Regions from separate parts of the Sus scrofa genome. Here region 2 is linked to region 1. A link is a contact called in public HiChIP or PLAC-seq data. All regions are on one chromosome and are shown on one strand. Each heading gives the region's core, a stretch centred on a gene start, on an enhancer-like site or on the middle of the called end of the contact. The rest is flanking DNA. Distances are from core to core; before and after follow the strand shown. Region 1 overlaps KIF13A (kinesin-like protein KIF13A). Region 2 overlaps KIF13A (kinesin-like protein KIF13A).

Region 1 (7,568 bases), core at 2,303-4,802:
AGGAAGGCTTAAGTGAGGAGCTAACATTTATAAACAGACAGCCTTCTATAACAATGGAGGATTGGAGATCAAACAATAAACAAATAAAGTCAGGAGGACCAAAAACAAAAGCAGTTTACTGAAAGAAAAGAAACACTGTCATAAATCAACTTTCTTTTTTCTTTTCTACACTTTCCTCAAACCTACAAAGTTTCCTTGAAACCTTAACCACAAGATTCTTTCCCTTAGGAGTGGATACAATATGATCTGAGTTATCTGTACCATCAAGGATGGATTTCAAATTTATTTTACCTATGTTTACAATGATCATTTTCTAAGATCATAAAGGCAATACTGATTAAACTTTTTTTTTTTTTTTTTTTTTTTTTGTCTTTTTGTCTTTTGTTGTTGTTGTTGTTGCTATTTCTTGGGCCGCTCCCGCGGCATATGGAGGTTCCCAGGCTAGGGGTCGAATTGGAGCTGTAGCCACCGGCCTACGCCAGAGCCACAGCAACGCGGGATCCGAGCCGCGTCTGCAACCTACACCACAGCTCACGGCAACGCCGGATCGTTAACCCACTGAGCAAGGGCAGGGACCGAACCCGCAACCTCATGGTTCCTAGTCGGATTTGTTAACCACTGCGCCACGACGGGAACTCCTGATTAAACTTTATTAGTGGAGTTCCCATCATGGCTCAGCGGAAATGAATTTGACTAGCATCCATAAGGACGCAGGTTCAATCTCTGGCCTTAATCAGTGGGTTGAGGATCCGGTGTTGCCGTGAGCTGTGGTGGAGGTGGCAGACTCGGCTTGGATCCTGCGTTGCTGTGGCTGTGGTGTAGGCCAGCAGCTACAGCTCCAATTGGACCCTAGCCTGAGAACCTCCATATGCCTCTGGTGCAGCCCTAAAGAGACAAAAACAAACAAAAAAACCAAAACTTTATTAGTGTTAGCTGTATGAGTATTTCTCTTTCTACTGAGACTGTGTTCACCTTGGCGGCAGAGACTACTGTGTCTGGCTTACAGAAAGCACTCATTCAATAACTGCCAAATTACACCCGTTCTAGAATACAAAGAACAACAAAACATGGAACTCTTTTCACTGAGGACTAATTCAACGGCGGTTTTGGTACACTCTGTGGTTGTTGGCCCAATATCCATTTTCCCCTTCTTACTTGCTAGAAGAAACCTGATTTTGCTGGGACGCAGGTGCCAAGCTGAAACCCCTACTTTCCAGGGTCCTCTGTAGCCCGGAGGAGCCATGAAACACATTTCAGGCCAATGAGGTTGCAGGGAGGCATCACTGGGAGGGGTTTCCAAGCTGGCTATTGTTCTCCTGATGAGAAAGGTACTTATTCAGCTGGTGATCCCTTCCCCTCCTTGTCTGGAACAGAAGGTGAAGGATCCGGTATTGCCACTGCAGTGGCTGGGATTGCTGCTGTGGTGTGGGTTTGATTCCTGGCCCAGAACTTCCACTTGGCATGGATGTGGCCAAAAAAAAAAAAAAATACATACAAATATTTCCAAAAAGAGGTTCTTTTCAACATTTGTTCTGGAGAGGTTAAATAAATACACCAGAATTCCCAGAATCAAATAAATCAGGGAATGATGAAGTTACAAGGGATTCATGACTGCAAGACTTCTCAGAGCTTTCACCACTGGGAATCTTCAAAGGAAGGGTGATAAGTAACCTTTCTTAAAATTATTTATCCAGGGTTCTTCTTCCCAGAGCCACCTGAGGAACTAGTCTTTCACAAGAATGCTTTAGCAAATACTGAAGTAACAATGGTACATGCTCCAAAAGATGTGACTACTGCTTCCCCCAGAGCAGATTTTTGCCCTCTCCTTTGTGGGTCTCTCGTGTTTAATATAGAGACATTTACTCAGTTTCTCTTGACATGCAGATCCTGTAATGTGCAAGCGGTAAATTAACAAGGACCCCCTGTCTGCCCTTGAATAATGCACAGAAGGCAGGCCACTTTTATTTTCCGTAGGTACAAGTTCACGTTTGATTATTCAGGCAATACTCACCAAAGTGAGGTTTCCCAGAGGAAATGAACAAGAGTCATGGAGGATACTCCAGAAGAAAAAATTCGAGTCAATATTATGCTTATGTTATTATACCATTAATTACATGACAGAATCCTAGGAGTAACATATATTAATATCCCTAGAACAAGTTTTAGAAGAATTCAGTTTGGGAAATGTTTGGCACATACTTTATTATTAACCACAGTAATTGAAATGGAAATGAGACTGGGAAAGGTCTCATTAGATGAATCCTGTTGGCAGTCAATAGCTGGCTGTTGCTAAGAATAAAACAGAACATTTTTGTTTGTTTGTTTGTTTGTTTTGCTTTTTAGTGCTGGGCTGCACCCATGGCATATGGAAGTTCCTAGGCTAGGGGTCGAATTGGTAGTTGCAGCTGCCAGCCTTTACCACAGCCACACAGGATCTGAGTCGAGTCTGCAACCTACACCACAGCTCAAGGCAACACCAGATCCTTAATCCTCTGAGTGAGGCCAGGATGGAACCCACATCCTCACGGATACTAGCTGGATTCATTAACTGCTGAGCCACGATGGGAACTCCTGCTTTTATTTTTGCTCCTCCCACCTTTTCAATCCCCAGAACCATTTCTACTGACATTCCTGCAGGTATTAGAGTGCATTCGATGATGAGTTCTCAGAAAAGCGGACCCAGGCTGACTCCAGCGGCCTCATCCGTCCAGCCTCAGTAGATGATTTCCAGAAGTGAAGACGGATGGTCTATAGACAACCTATCCCTCCAGGGTTGGACAAGCCCAGGCGGTGCGTTACACCTGCTCCGCCTGAAGGAGTCATGCGTACGGGAAAGCTCTTCAGAGCTTAATTAAGGAGAGATGAAGCTCCTCGACCCAGAGTCCATTAAGCAGACACTCGTGTCTGTGTGAAGTCCCTGGCAGGTCTGCTTAAGAGGATTACTAATGCTCTATCCAAGGAAGCCCCAAGAGGAGGCTGAGGGAAAGCTCAGGAAACATGTCAGAGATTTCTTTTAATTTTAGTCCTCCACCAGGCACTGATGTTAAGGCTTAAGAAGCCATTTGCGGAACCACTGGGCAAAAGTTTCAGTGCATTATTTATTTTACCTTATCAGTACACACCTACATAGAGTGTACTGTGCCACGTAGGCGTGTTCTAAGCATGCTACAAATAGTTACTAGTTTAAGCCTCCTAAGAGCCCTACTCATTACATTGTTTCCTCACTCACATTTCACAGTTGAGGAAACCAAGGCACAGAAAGGTCACATCCCTAGTTTCTGTAACCAAGCAAATCCAGGGTTTCCTCTGGGAAGCCAGCCCTCCCTGAACCTCCAAGTTGTGTTGTCATCTGTGTCCCCACCACACCCATGTAATAGTTCCATCCCTCCAAACGTGCATGGCATGGTCTTATTGTGAGATATCCCACTGATTCAGTGACTATGGACCAATGACCATGCTGAGAACTTGGATGTCCCCTGGTGGGAAGCTGGATCTGCAGTGGGCTCCTGGCATGTCTGCACCAACTCAGGGAGATGAGAAAGATGTGTGGGGTAAAGAAATAGCCCTGGACAGAGGTTCAAGGGAAAGGGTTCAGAGGCAGCTCTACTCCCTTCGAGGCAGCTATTTTGGGAAAAGCACAAGACCAATCTGGCAAACATCCACAGGCTGGTAAATGTGTCCTAAAAAAAAAAAAAAAAAAAAAAAAAAAAAATCCCTGCTCCATGCATAAAGGCTGGGTTATGCAGCATTCTCAACATTACTGGGTCAAGAAAAATTCTCTTTCCTCCCTTTGTTTTTTCTGTTGAAGAAAATTTATTGTATCTTAACCTAGGTGCTCCTCAAAGGCAGCAATCATGAACAAATAACCACAGATACAGCACCTTACAACAACACAAATGTATTATCTTATAGTTCTGGAGGCCAGGAGTCCAGAATATGTTTCCTAGGGCTAGTTCCTTCTGGAGGCTCTAGGGGGAGAATCTGCTTCCTTGCCTTTTCTGGTTTCTACTTGCTGCCCCCATCTCTTGGCTCATGGCCCCTTCCTCCATCCTCACAGAAGTAGTGGACTGTGAGGTCTTTCTTACCCTACATCATTTGGGTTCTGGCTCTCCCATCTCCTTCTTTTCACTTGTAAGGAGTTTGGTGAAAACAGCAAACCCACCGAAATAATCTTCTCAAAATCATTAACTTAATCACATCTGCAAAGTCCCTTTGTGAGTCCCTTTGAGAATTTGGACCTGACATATTTGGGGAACAGGGAGGCAATATTCTGTCTCCAACAATATCTAAATTCCTCTCACATCCCCACATCTTATGCAGTGTCAGGCACATAGCAGAGGCTTAATAAACACCTGGCTCAGCTTTTACTCATACTGCTTAAATATCTCCAGCCAACAGTTTCCTCATCTTTAAATAAAGGTAAATAGATATACAATGAACCTCACACGAAATGATGCATATGAAAGTGCCCCGAAAACTATGAAGGACCTTAAAAATGTAGACATGTCATGGACTAGTAGGAAGAAATACCTACATTCATATAAGTAAAGAAAGATAGTAGGATGCTAAGAGAATTCCATTCACGTAGTCATAATGGAATAGAACCAGCTGCTGGGTTAAACGTGCTAAGTCACGTTATCATGTGCCCTTGGGACTAGTTTGGGACACTACAAAATTTATTGTCCAAATTGCAGGGGGCACTATAATACTTACTCTGGGACAAAAGTACCAATCAGGACTCTTCCAGGCAAACAGAATAGTGAGGCATATACAGCACAGCAGATGAGCCTGGGCTCTGCAGCTAAACTGCCTACAACCAAATCTAAGATCCATGCTGAGAGTTTTGTGACCTTGGACATATTATTTAACTACTCTCTTACTTGGTTTTCTCATTTACAGAATGGGGCTAACAAACCCATCTCATTACACTGATCTGAGGATCAGATGAGTTATCACAAACAGGGCATTCAGAACAGTGCCTGGCATGTAGCAAAAAGTCAATAGACGTTAGTGACCACTGCAGGTCAAGGCAGCCACACTCTTAACTTTCCACGAATTCACAGCACACAATTCCCAGTGTCCTCCCATGAGCGGAGCCACGGGCCAAGGGGCTGACATGGCTTAGCACCAGTAAAGTCCTTCCTTTGGCACCTGCTTCCTCATTCCCATCCCGGTTCTTGTGCTCTGGACCGCAGAGCTGTAGTGCTTGTCTGCCCTCCTACAATGCTTTGTCATGAAACAGAGCAAAAGCCCTTGTTATGAGAGCAGGAGACAGAACGACTGGAAGTTAGCCCCCCCCCCCACAGCAGCAGTCTGTGCAATGAGCATGGCTGCGTCCACCTGAGAGAGGGGGTGATAGTTCACTGCCCGTTTTAAACTTTGATAAACTTTTGCATAATTACCGTGTGTTAGCACCACCCTAAAATGCAAGTTGCACAAACATGTTCCTGAACATATTACTTCTGGTCACCTTCTGTCCTAAACAAAAGCCCGAGTTAGTTTCTTAACACCACCAACAAAAAATATTACAAATACAAACTAAACTACTTTCTGCTGAACCTGGAATAATGAACATGCTCTTTATATAGATTATAAAAATAATAGCTACAACAATTAATATTTATTCAGTATATACGACATGCCAGGCATTGTTCTAAGCACATGACCAGCATTTTAATCCCCAGCAATTCTATGAAGCAGGTACTGTTATCACCCCCATCACAAAGATGAGAAAAATGAAACACAGAGAGGTGAATTCACTTGCCTGTGATACTTACGTGTTTAGTGAGTGGTGGACAGGATTAAACCCAGGCAGCCTTGCTCAAACACATTTATTTTATTTTATTTTATTTTTTGCTTTTTAGAGTCGCACCTGAGGTATATGGAAGTCCCCAGGCTAGGGGCTGAATTGGAGCTGCAGCTGCCAGTCTACACCACAGCCACAGCAATGTCAGATCCAAGCCGTGTCTGCAACCTATGCCACAGCTCACATCCTTAACCCTCTGAGCAAGGCCAGGGATCAAGCCCAAATCCTCACGGATACTACTTGGGTTCTTAACCCACTGAACCACAACAGGAAACCCCCAAGTACATACTCATAAATGCAAACTCTGCTCCCTCTCACGCTGGAGAACAGGGGGACTTCTGCATACCAGGAAACATGCTGGGATACTACGGGACTGAAAGAACAAGCCCTTCATCTGTGCCTTTGCTGCACCCTCCGCCTGGAGTGCCTTTACCTCACCTCCACCTGGCCAGCTCCGACACACCCTGCACCACTCGGCTCTCCTTCAGCCCCCAGTGTATCCTGGGCACGCTGCAGGTACTCATGGCAAAGAATGAGATTTCAGGATGGCAGTTATTCAATACCTGTTACTTTTTTTGTTGTGTGGAGGTGTTGATGTTTAAACAGTATTAGCTTGACAAAGGGGTTCGAAGCAGATTTTTCTCCTTAGGATAAGCGTCTCGAGTCAAATTTAAGATATGATTTGATTTTCAAAATTGGGACTTGCGTTTATACAAGACAACATTATACAGCGATACTCTGGGTGTCTGTACAATGTTTGAACTAGGTCATGCTACGCTATTGCACTTAAATAAACATCATGTATCTCAGTAGAGGCAGGCGGATGTTGTTCTTCAACCCGGTTCACTAAAGCTGCACAGACTCTGAACCGCGTGTGATCAGAGCCATGTGGCCCCTGGTAATGAAATACATACCCCCGCCCCCGCCCCAAGACACGCAAGAAGCTGGGGGAGATGTGCCAGCTTCTGGAATGGCCCCGGCCCCCTTACTTGTTAATGTTGCTGCCTTCTTTCAGTCGCTCTCCAGCGGCTCCAGTTTTGGACACTCTTTCGCTACCCGCCAGGTCCACCAAGCTGACCTTACTGACCTTCTCTCCCGAGTTCTAGGTGTGGGAAACGAGAGAAACGACACACCTGAATGCAGAAACCAGAGAGATATCTACATATGCGCCAGCCGCCCTGCTACAACAGGGCCGACTCCCCAGGAAGGTTTTATGTTTTAATTTAAAAAAAAATTTTTTTAAAGGTTTATTATTTATTTATGTATGTATTGTCTTTTGTCTCTTCAGGGCCACACCCGCAGCATATGGAGGTTCCCAGGCTTGGATCAAATTGCAGCTGTAGCTGCCAGCCTACACCACAGTCACAGCAATGCCAGATCTGAGCGACCTACACACCACAGCTCAAGGCAATGCTGGATCCTTAACCCACTGAGTGAGGCCAGGGATTGAACCAGTTTCCTCATGGATCTTAGTCGGCTTCGTTAATGACTGAGTCATGATGGGAACTCTGTGCCTAGGAAGGTTTTAAATGTTAAGATTTTAAACTTGAACTAGAAGTTTCATGGCCAAAACACATGGCAGCACGGCACCGAGTTTCACAGCTGAGTAGCAAGTGCTCTGGGTTTCCCAGAGTACAGTCAGGAATCTGGCGCTTTCAGGTGCCTACGAGAACATACCAGGACACGAGGGTTCCTGCATGTTCAGGTCAAATTCCTCCTGTTTTGAAAAAGCGTTCTTTAGGCTAAATGTTGTGGTTTCCTC
Region 2 (7,568 bases), core at 1,762-4,261, 130 kb after region 1:
CCCATTCTTCCCAAACACACTTTTACAAATACGCCAAAATTTTGTCAATAACACTTCACTTCTCAGTGTATTCACACACAATTTCTGGACATATATTCTCTACCCAAATGACTGCCAAATGACTAGACCAGTGAACACCTATTACAGAAGGAATGTCCCTTTGAACAAAATTCACTGCATCCATCTCCACAGAGCAGTGCCCCTGTGATCTGTCAGCTGAGGCTCAGCAGGTGTCTGGTTTAAACCACACACGTGGTCTCTCAACACATACTGCATGAAGTGTCCACATGTAAATCAAAAGTAATCTGAAAATTCCTAACGATTAAAAGAATTTTGAGACTTCCTTCTTTAATTGTTCTTTTCAGATGTTTCAAAAAGTACACTTCTTAAACTTGAAATGAGAAACAAAGCCTAGGTCAACACACCTTAAGTGTTCCACATTAATAAAAATGTTAAACTGTTGACACTTAATGTGTAATGAGTGCAAGGCCCTGTGCTAATGTGCACAGGAGGTCCCCAGAGAAAGTGAACCAGGCAGAAGAAGAAGACGTAGAAGCCATTTTTAGCCTAAGCCATTCTGTGATCTAAACCCAGCCACAATGCTTGCCCTTGAACAGGTCTCAGAAATTAATAACCTTCAAGGAAGTGAGGGTATGCAAGAACAAAGGAAAAACAGTCAAGAAACACCGTTCAGTGATAAAACAGTCCTAGTTCCTCCTCAAAGGATATACATAATAATCAGACACAAATTTTTGAGTTCGGCAGGAAGTAAGGCCCCCACCCAGGTGGAGGACGGGAAAATGAACTTGGTCTTTTCTAACTTCAGTCAGAAGCTTGGACTCCATTGGCTTTGCCCAAATTCAACGCTGAATTCTCCTCTGCTCAAGGGCCTTCATGAACATGCATGCACCACCAAAGCCTCTTGGGTACCCTTAGCTTAAAAACTTCCCCAATTCTGTTGCGGAGCTACAACTTTGGGAAAGATCCCCAGTGTTCTCCTTACTTGCTGCCAATTAATAAATTCTCCTCCTCCTGCTCCCTGCCTTGGTTGTGGCTTTTGGCTCAACACCCTTCAAGAGGTGAACCCAGTTTTTCAGGTAACACTAATCCGCACAACCCCTATGAGGTCTGTACTTTTATTAGTCCCATTTCACTAATAAGGAAACCAAGGCACAGAGGGTTAAGGGACTTGCCCAATATTTCGCAGCTCCTAAGTTGCAGATTCAGTTTCAGATACAAGCAGTTTGTCTCAAGTTCTCTGAGTGGCTCTTGATCACTACACCATTCTGTCGCAGTACTTGATAGTGTTTTACAAAACCAGCTTTTCACACCCAGATGATGGCCACAGAAACACACCAAAGGCAAGTAAAAGATTTCCTTTCATTGAGTAAAAGCTCTGGGTCAAACGCGAGGTCATTCACATAAGAAAATCTAAACTTCACTTAGGCTAACTTTTAAATAGATGGGTGAGGTTATTTCAACGCATCAAAGTACAAAAGCAAACCTATACCCTGCCATTCAAAAAATTCAATTATACACGCAAATAATTTCCGTTGAATATTTAAAGGAAAAAAAAAAATGGAGACAATGATTTCCACTGCCTAATTCACTACAAAAACGCAGACTATTCTACTCCAAAAAACTTAGTTACACTACCATGCTAATGTTACCTATTTGTTACAGTAACTCTAGATCAAAAAAGCAGATGTTTAAAACTGGATAAGGCTGCTCAAATTTAACACCATTATCTTGATAAGCTTTCCCTGCCACACTCCTTCTTCCTTACTCAAAACATTACCCTTGAAACAAGTAATTTTAAGGATCTCTCTCAATGCAATACTGTAACCATCCCCTGGTACAATTCAAATGGGTGAATACTAAGCTTTAATTAACTATGTAAATAGAAGTCATTAAGGATAGGAAACAAAAGACAAAAGCAAACAAAAAAACGCTAACAGTTTGTTATCTAATTTAAAAAGGAGCAGAAGCAACTACAAGTTCAGCCAGACATCTTAACCCTTCATGGAGCTGGGATATGGATAGGTGGGCACACAAAGCATCCCTGGTGAGGTCTTGTTTTATTCAACTACAAAATGTAAATATATTTAAAGGCTTGTTAATCTGTTTAACAAACCACACGAGTGTTCCCTGTACATGGCCCTCCCAAAATTTGGGATCTATCCACTCAGCACTCGCAAGAGAAGAGCTCAGCACAGCACGGTTTGCTTTTTTCCAATTTTCCCCTGAGGCTCCCAGCTTGAGATACAGGGATAGTTATGGTCATTCTTGGTGGGTGTACAATCAAGGGAGTGTCCCTTCAGGATGACACAAAGAGCCAACAGCAAAGGGTAAAGCTTCCCTTTCCTCAAAGCCTTCCTTCCTGTTCCCTGTCTTAAAAAAAAAAAAAAAAAAAAAAAAAAGACTGAATTTCTTCCCTTCAGGGAACTGCACACAAATGATTTCCTCTCGCCTCTTCTAAGAGCAGCAAAGCTCATCACACCTACAGACCAGACTCCAAAGGGCCAGATGGAATCACTAACTCCACCCTGCTTTCAAAAGAATAGGAAGAGGACACAAACCTCTCTCTTCCTCTCTCTTCCTTCCTCTCTCCCTCCCTCTCTTTCTCGCTCTCTCTGCCCCACCAACAATTTGTCTCACCATCAAAGATAAGAAATACTGGCGTTTAACCATAGTTTGGGTGGGGTTAGGGCAGAACCCTCAGAAACAAAATAAGCTGCCCCAGGAAGCTTTAGGCTTGCTGCTCTGGAAATGCCATTTCTCCACCCCCACATGTACATACTTATCACAGAACACAGCTGTCTGCCTGCAAGAACAGCTTAAAAATCACTGGTTCCTCAAAAGAACACAACTGCACAAGATAACAACTAATTGAAAGGTCCGAATCAGAAGGCTGACAATGGCCTAGAGGCACCCAGGAAAGCTGCTGTCCCAGCTGAGACACAGAGAGTATCTGTGCAGAAGCCAGGCTCCTGGGCGCAGGGGTACTGGTGTCAGCTGTCTGGAGCTAGTGGCTGTCTCATTTCACTTGACACCTCCAATGGTCACATCAGCTACTACAGGCAAACAGGGCCTCCCAAGAAAGTGACCTTGTCTTCCCCAGTTCTCCCAACAACCTGACAAGGAGTAAATTACAGTGCAACCCACTTCAGCTCCTGTATGTGTTAGCTACTTACTCCATCTGATTCAACTCTATATGCAGGTATAGCCGTATTAGAGCTTAAAAAAACAAAACCCGAAAATCTTAAAGATGGCCTAGATTAGCTGGCAGTTTGACAAATGAAGAGACGCAGATGGAAAAGGGTTATTGGCTAGCTCAAGGATACAGACCAGGTTCGTGGCAGGACCAGGCAGTGCCAAGACCTCCCATCTAGCTATCACACCATCCTGATCCAAAAGCTTAGGCTGGGACTGCCGTGTAGATCTAGGGCCTGAATTGGGGAAGTGTGGTCCACAGACCTTTAGAAAGCTGAAAACCCTGTGCTTCCCAAGATGTCAGGTGAAGGGGCTGGCTGAAGGGACAGGCAAGGACCCTGCATCTAGACGCCTGAGCCAATTCCTTCCCCCTCTGCCACCGCATAAGTAAAAACAAATAAGCTATTTTGATTAAATACACCTGGCTAGAGAGTAGGAGTTTTTTTAATGGGAGACAATTTATTTAGCTTTGTGAGGCTTAACTTTCATAATAATACATACCCTTGGCACAGGAGGAGCCTATTAAAGCTCCATGAGTTGCCTTAATAAGGTAAATATTTAGGCTGAGTTTATGAGGCTTTCAGACCTGAGATGTTAATGATTACGAGAATTTTTGCATACATGACCACAATCAAAATGGCAAAATAACCAAAGGACAAGCTGTAAAACTGGGCTTTAAAACCTGGTTTATTAAACTAGACCCGCGTATGTCAAGCATGGCTACTCATCGGAATCAACTGCCAACCAGGTGAGTTAACTACCTCAGACACTCAGGTAGTCCCACCTTCAGATGACCAGAGCCTCAGACTTTGGCCTTCAAGATGAGGCCCCAGGCATCGTGGAACAGGGACAAGTCCTATCTGCTCTGTCCAAATTCCTGGCCCACAGAATCCAGGAGGATAAAAAAATAGTGGTTTCATGCTATATAGCACCGGGAACTATATCTAGTCACTTATGATGGAGCAGGATGGAGGATAATGTGAGAAAAAGAATGTGTGTGTGTGTGTGTGTGTGTGTGTGTGTGTGTGTATATGTATATATATATATATATATATACATATACACCTGACTGGTCACTTTGCTGTACAGTAGTAAATTGACAGAACACTGCAAACTAACTATAATGGAAAAAATTAAAATCATTGGAAAAAAAAAGTGGTTTCAGAGCTCTAACTCTGGGGGAGATTGGCTAAGGAGCAATAGTAACTAGAGAGACACACGGAAATTCGTTTAAAAAATCCTAACAGCCCAATTAAGCCAGAGACTCTGGGGGTAGGACCTGAGCATCTATTTTTAAAGCATCTCTGGGGGTTCAAATGTGCAAGCAAGATTTCGAACGATGTCCAGACCTGTACTGTCCAATATAGTAGCCACATGTAGCTGTTTCATTTAAACTAATGAAAATGAAATGAAATTTAATTCAGTTCTTTGGCTGCACGGCCACATTTCAAGTAATCCTACACCAAGAGGGGTCACCATATTGGACAGCGGTGTGTAAAACATTTCCACCTACCGGACGGTGCTGGTCCAGAGCAGTGATTCTCAAAAGTGTGGTCCTGCGCTAAGAGCATCAACATCACCTGAGGATTTGTCAAAAATGCAAACTCTCAAGCCAAGCCATGGGAGCAGAACCTTGGCGGGTGGGGCTCTCTAAAGGACTCTGGTGTGCTCTCTGGTGTGAGAACACCTGCATGGTTACTCCCCACACAAAATCATTTTCTCCATAACCTAGCTCATACTTAAATCTAAAAATGGTCAACTTTTAACTCCATTATAATGTAAGGAAATGGTTCATGTTATACAACTTCAAAGATGTACTTCTGTGTTAGCAAGCTTGCTTGAGAAGAAATACCTTTCAATTAGTAAAGGATTCTACAAAAGTTCTAAGAAGATGCTCCCGGTCATTTATAATCATTATGAGAAACAACTCTCAGGTCCAAAAATACAGAAATTTGGTTAAAAATTATGAAATGCTACTCAATTATTAAAATTATTAGCTATGAAAATTGTGAGGCATGACAAAATACACATGGGAGAATGGCAAACAGAAGTCTGCAATTTCAACAACTTAAATTTATGGATAAGGACAAAATGAAGGAAGAGGAAAAATAACAATAATAGATTTTTTTGGTTTGGCTGGATAAGGATACTTCCTCCCACCCCACCCTATTCCCCCAACCCCCTTTTTATTTCTGCCACGCTTCTTCAAAAACATTTTAGAGTAGGAGTTCCCATTGTGGCTCAGTGGGTTAAGAACCTGACACAGTGTCCATGAAGATGTGGCTTTGCTCTCTGGCCTCACTCAGTGGGTTAAGGATCCAGGCTACCACAAGCAGTTGCCGCAAAGTGCAGTGGAGGTCACAGATGAGGCTCAGATCCAGTGTTGCCACAACTGTGGTGTAGGCTGGCAGCTGCAGCTCTGATTCTGCCCCTAGCCTGGGAACTGTCATATGTCACAGAAGCAGCCATAAAAAGAGAAAAAAAATTTAGAATATTTTAGGAAGCAATCTTTTAAAAAGATGCAATTGTGCTTTGATGTGAAAGGTCCATTTCAAGGATAATTTGGTAAAAAAGTTCTACACAGTATCAATGATTCACTGAATCTCAGAGTAACATGAAATCAAGACTTCATTCAAGCAAATGATGGGTCCTGGACCAGTTGTCCTCCTAATTCTGAGAGTCTACAAGAATGGCTCCTTTCTTTTTAACCTGAGATCTTACAATCAAATATAAGAATTATGCATTTTTGGAGTTCCCATCGTGGTACAGTGGTTAACGAATCTGACTGGGAACCATGAGGTTGCGGGTTCGATCCCTGGCCTTGCTCAGTGGGTTAAGGAACCAGCATTGCCGTGAGCTATGGTGTAGGTCACAGACAAGGCTTGGATCTGGCGTTGCTGTGGCTCTGGCGTAGGTCAGCAGCTACAGCTCCAATTCGACCCCTAGCCTGGGAAACTCCATATGCCGCGGGAGCGGTCCTAGAAAAGGCAAAAAGACAAAAAAAAAAAAAAAAGAATTATGCATTTTTACAACAAAATTTTAGAGATGTGAAAACTGCACATTTTTTCCTTTTTTTTTTTTTTTTAGTTTCCACATAGTTGCTGGGTGGTAAAATGCCAAACAAGCTAATTTCCAAGGAAAAATTTCTCACATTTTCTTCTTACACTTGCAAATCTAAATTCCCAGAAGCATTCTGTAGAGTGATCTTTGAAAAGACAGCTCCTGAACCCCATATAGATCAACTCTTGACTGCTTTAATACATGTTTTCATGTGAATTTTAGTATTATTTCCTTTCCTGACAGTTCTGTTAGTAAAATTCATTTCTTACACTGTCAAGGTACAAAGTACTCTTTCTGAATGTTTTTATACGTCAATTTATCTGCTATTCTGTTTCCTCTGCTGGTAATGTTCTCCAAACTCCTTTAAATTCTAAATGCATAAAAACTCTGTTCTTAGCTCCAGGGAAAATCTAAGAAAGGGTAACTATGGTTGAAACACTGTCAGAAACCTAGAAGTCTTCAGGAAGCTTACTATTTGGGGAAGACTTCTTCCTGTAAATTTCTTTAAAACATGAATGCATAGCATATGTAATTTTATTAAAAACTGGAAACAATCCAAGTTATCCACTTATGTCTAACTAGATTTTGCCAGAAGCAGCCAAGTGGTAGGATGATACACTGGCCAGTTTAGTATCAGTTTGAGAATTTTTCCCAACCCAAAAAGCATATAAATTTTAAAACTAAAGGTGACCCCTCCAAAAAAAAAAATCTGATTTTTTTGCAATAGTGATACAAAAATAGGATTTTTGTAATTTTTCCAGCTTTTGTACTGACTACAACTAATTATCTTTATGAATGTGGATAACTAAGAATTATTTAAAGGAGCTACTACACTCAATTCCAGCATTTATATGTGCTCTTAAGAAAAAATTTTTATTTCTATTGTTGGAGGTTAAAAATAAAAGGGATTTGACAGAACTTTTTAATAATAATAATTTTTTAAAAACAGCAAAGAGAATTTACAAAATGCTTTCAGGGTGCTAGGCATTGCCGAATCTAAGCCCTGAGAACATAAAGATGAATCATATATAGTCCTTGTCCTAGAGAAAGCCCAAACCCTATCTAACTAGATACATTTGAGGAAGACTCTTAACATAAAAGACGGACACCAACACAAACAAAACAATGCACTTAAAAAAAAAAAAAAAAAAAGCCGACTATATAGAGGAAACTGTCATTAGTACCTTCAAAAAGACACAGAAAATGCCACAACCAGGAAACTTAGACACTATTTTTTTTAAAGACTGAAAGAGCTTTTAGACATTAAAAATATGATATCAGAAAAAATTAAACAT

The links. HiChIP or PLAC-seq counts read pairs in DNA pulled down with a chosen protein or histone mark.
Region 2: a contact with region 1 is called in an H3K27ac HiChIP or PLAC-seq map of skeletal muscle, with 2.9 times the contacts expected there. The contact joins two enhancer-like sites. A contact is called at or near these places in 1 of 47 Hi-C or Micro-C datasets (embryonic fibroblasts) and 1 of 2 datasets of contacts at active chromatin or transcription factors (skeletal muscle).

What each region holds. Positions count from the first base shown.
Region 1 is chr7:13,572,474-13,580,041 of Sscrofa11.1, forward strand. It overlaps KIF13A (kinesin-like protein KIF13A), which reads right to left. Exons shown (of 40, transcript XM_021100220.1): 9 at 6,796-6,908. Among named protein-coding and RNA genes, the nearest start is that of NUP153, 110 kb to the left of the region's middle. Within about 2 kb of position 3,553, at least 6 of the 83 cell types and tissues checked have an H3K27ac peak or open chromatin away from gene starts, as enhancers often do. A contact at or near this core is called in skeletal muscle, where this site is marked.
Region 2 is chr7:13,702,965-13,710,532 of Sscrofa11.1, forward strand. The region is part of intron 2 of KIF13A (kinesin-like protein KIF13A); the gene reads right to left. Among named protein-coding and RNA genes, the nearest start is that of KIF13A, 10 kb to the right of the region's middle. Within about 2 kb of position 3,012, at least 8 of the 83 cell types and tissues checked have an H3K27ac peak or open chromatin away from gene starts, as enhancers often do. A contact at or near this core is called in skeletal muscle, where this site is marked.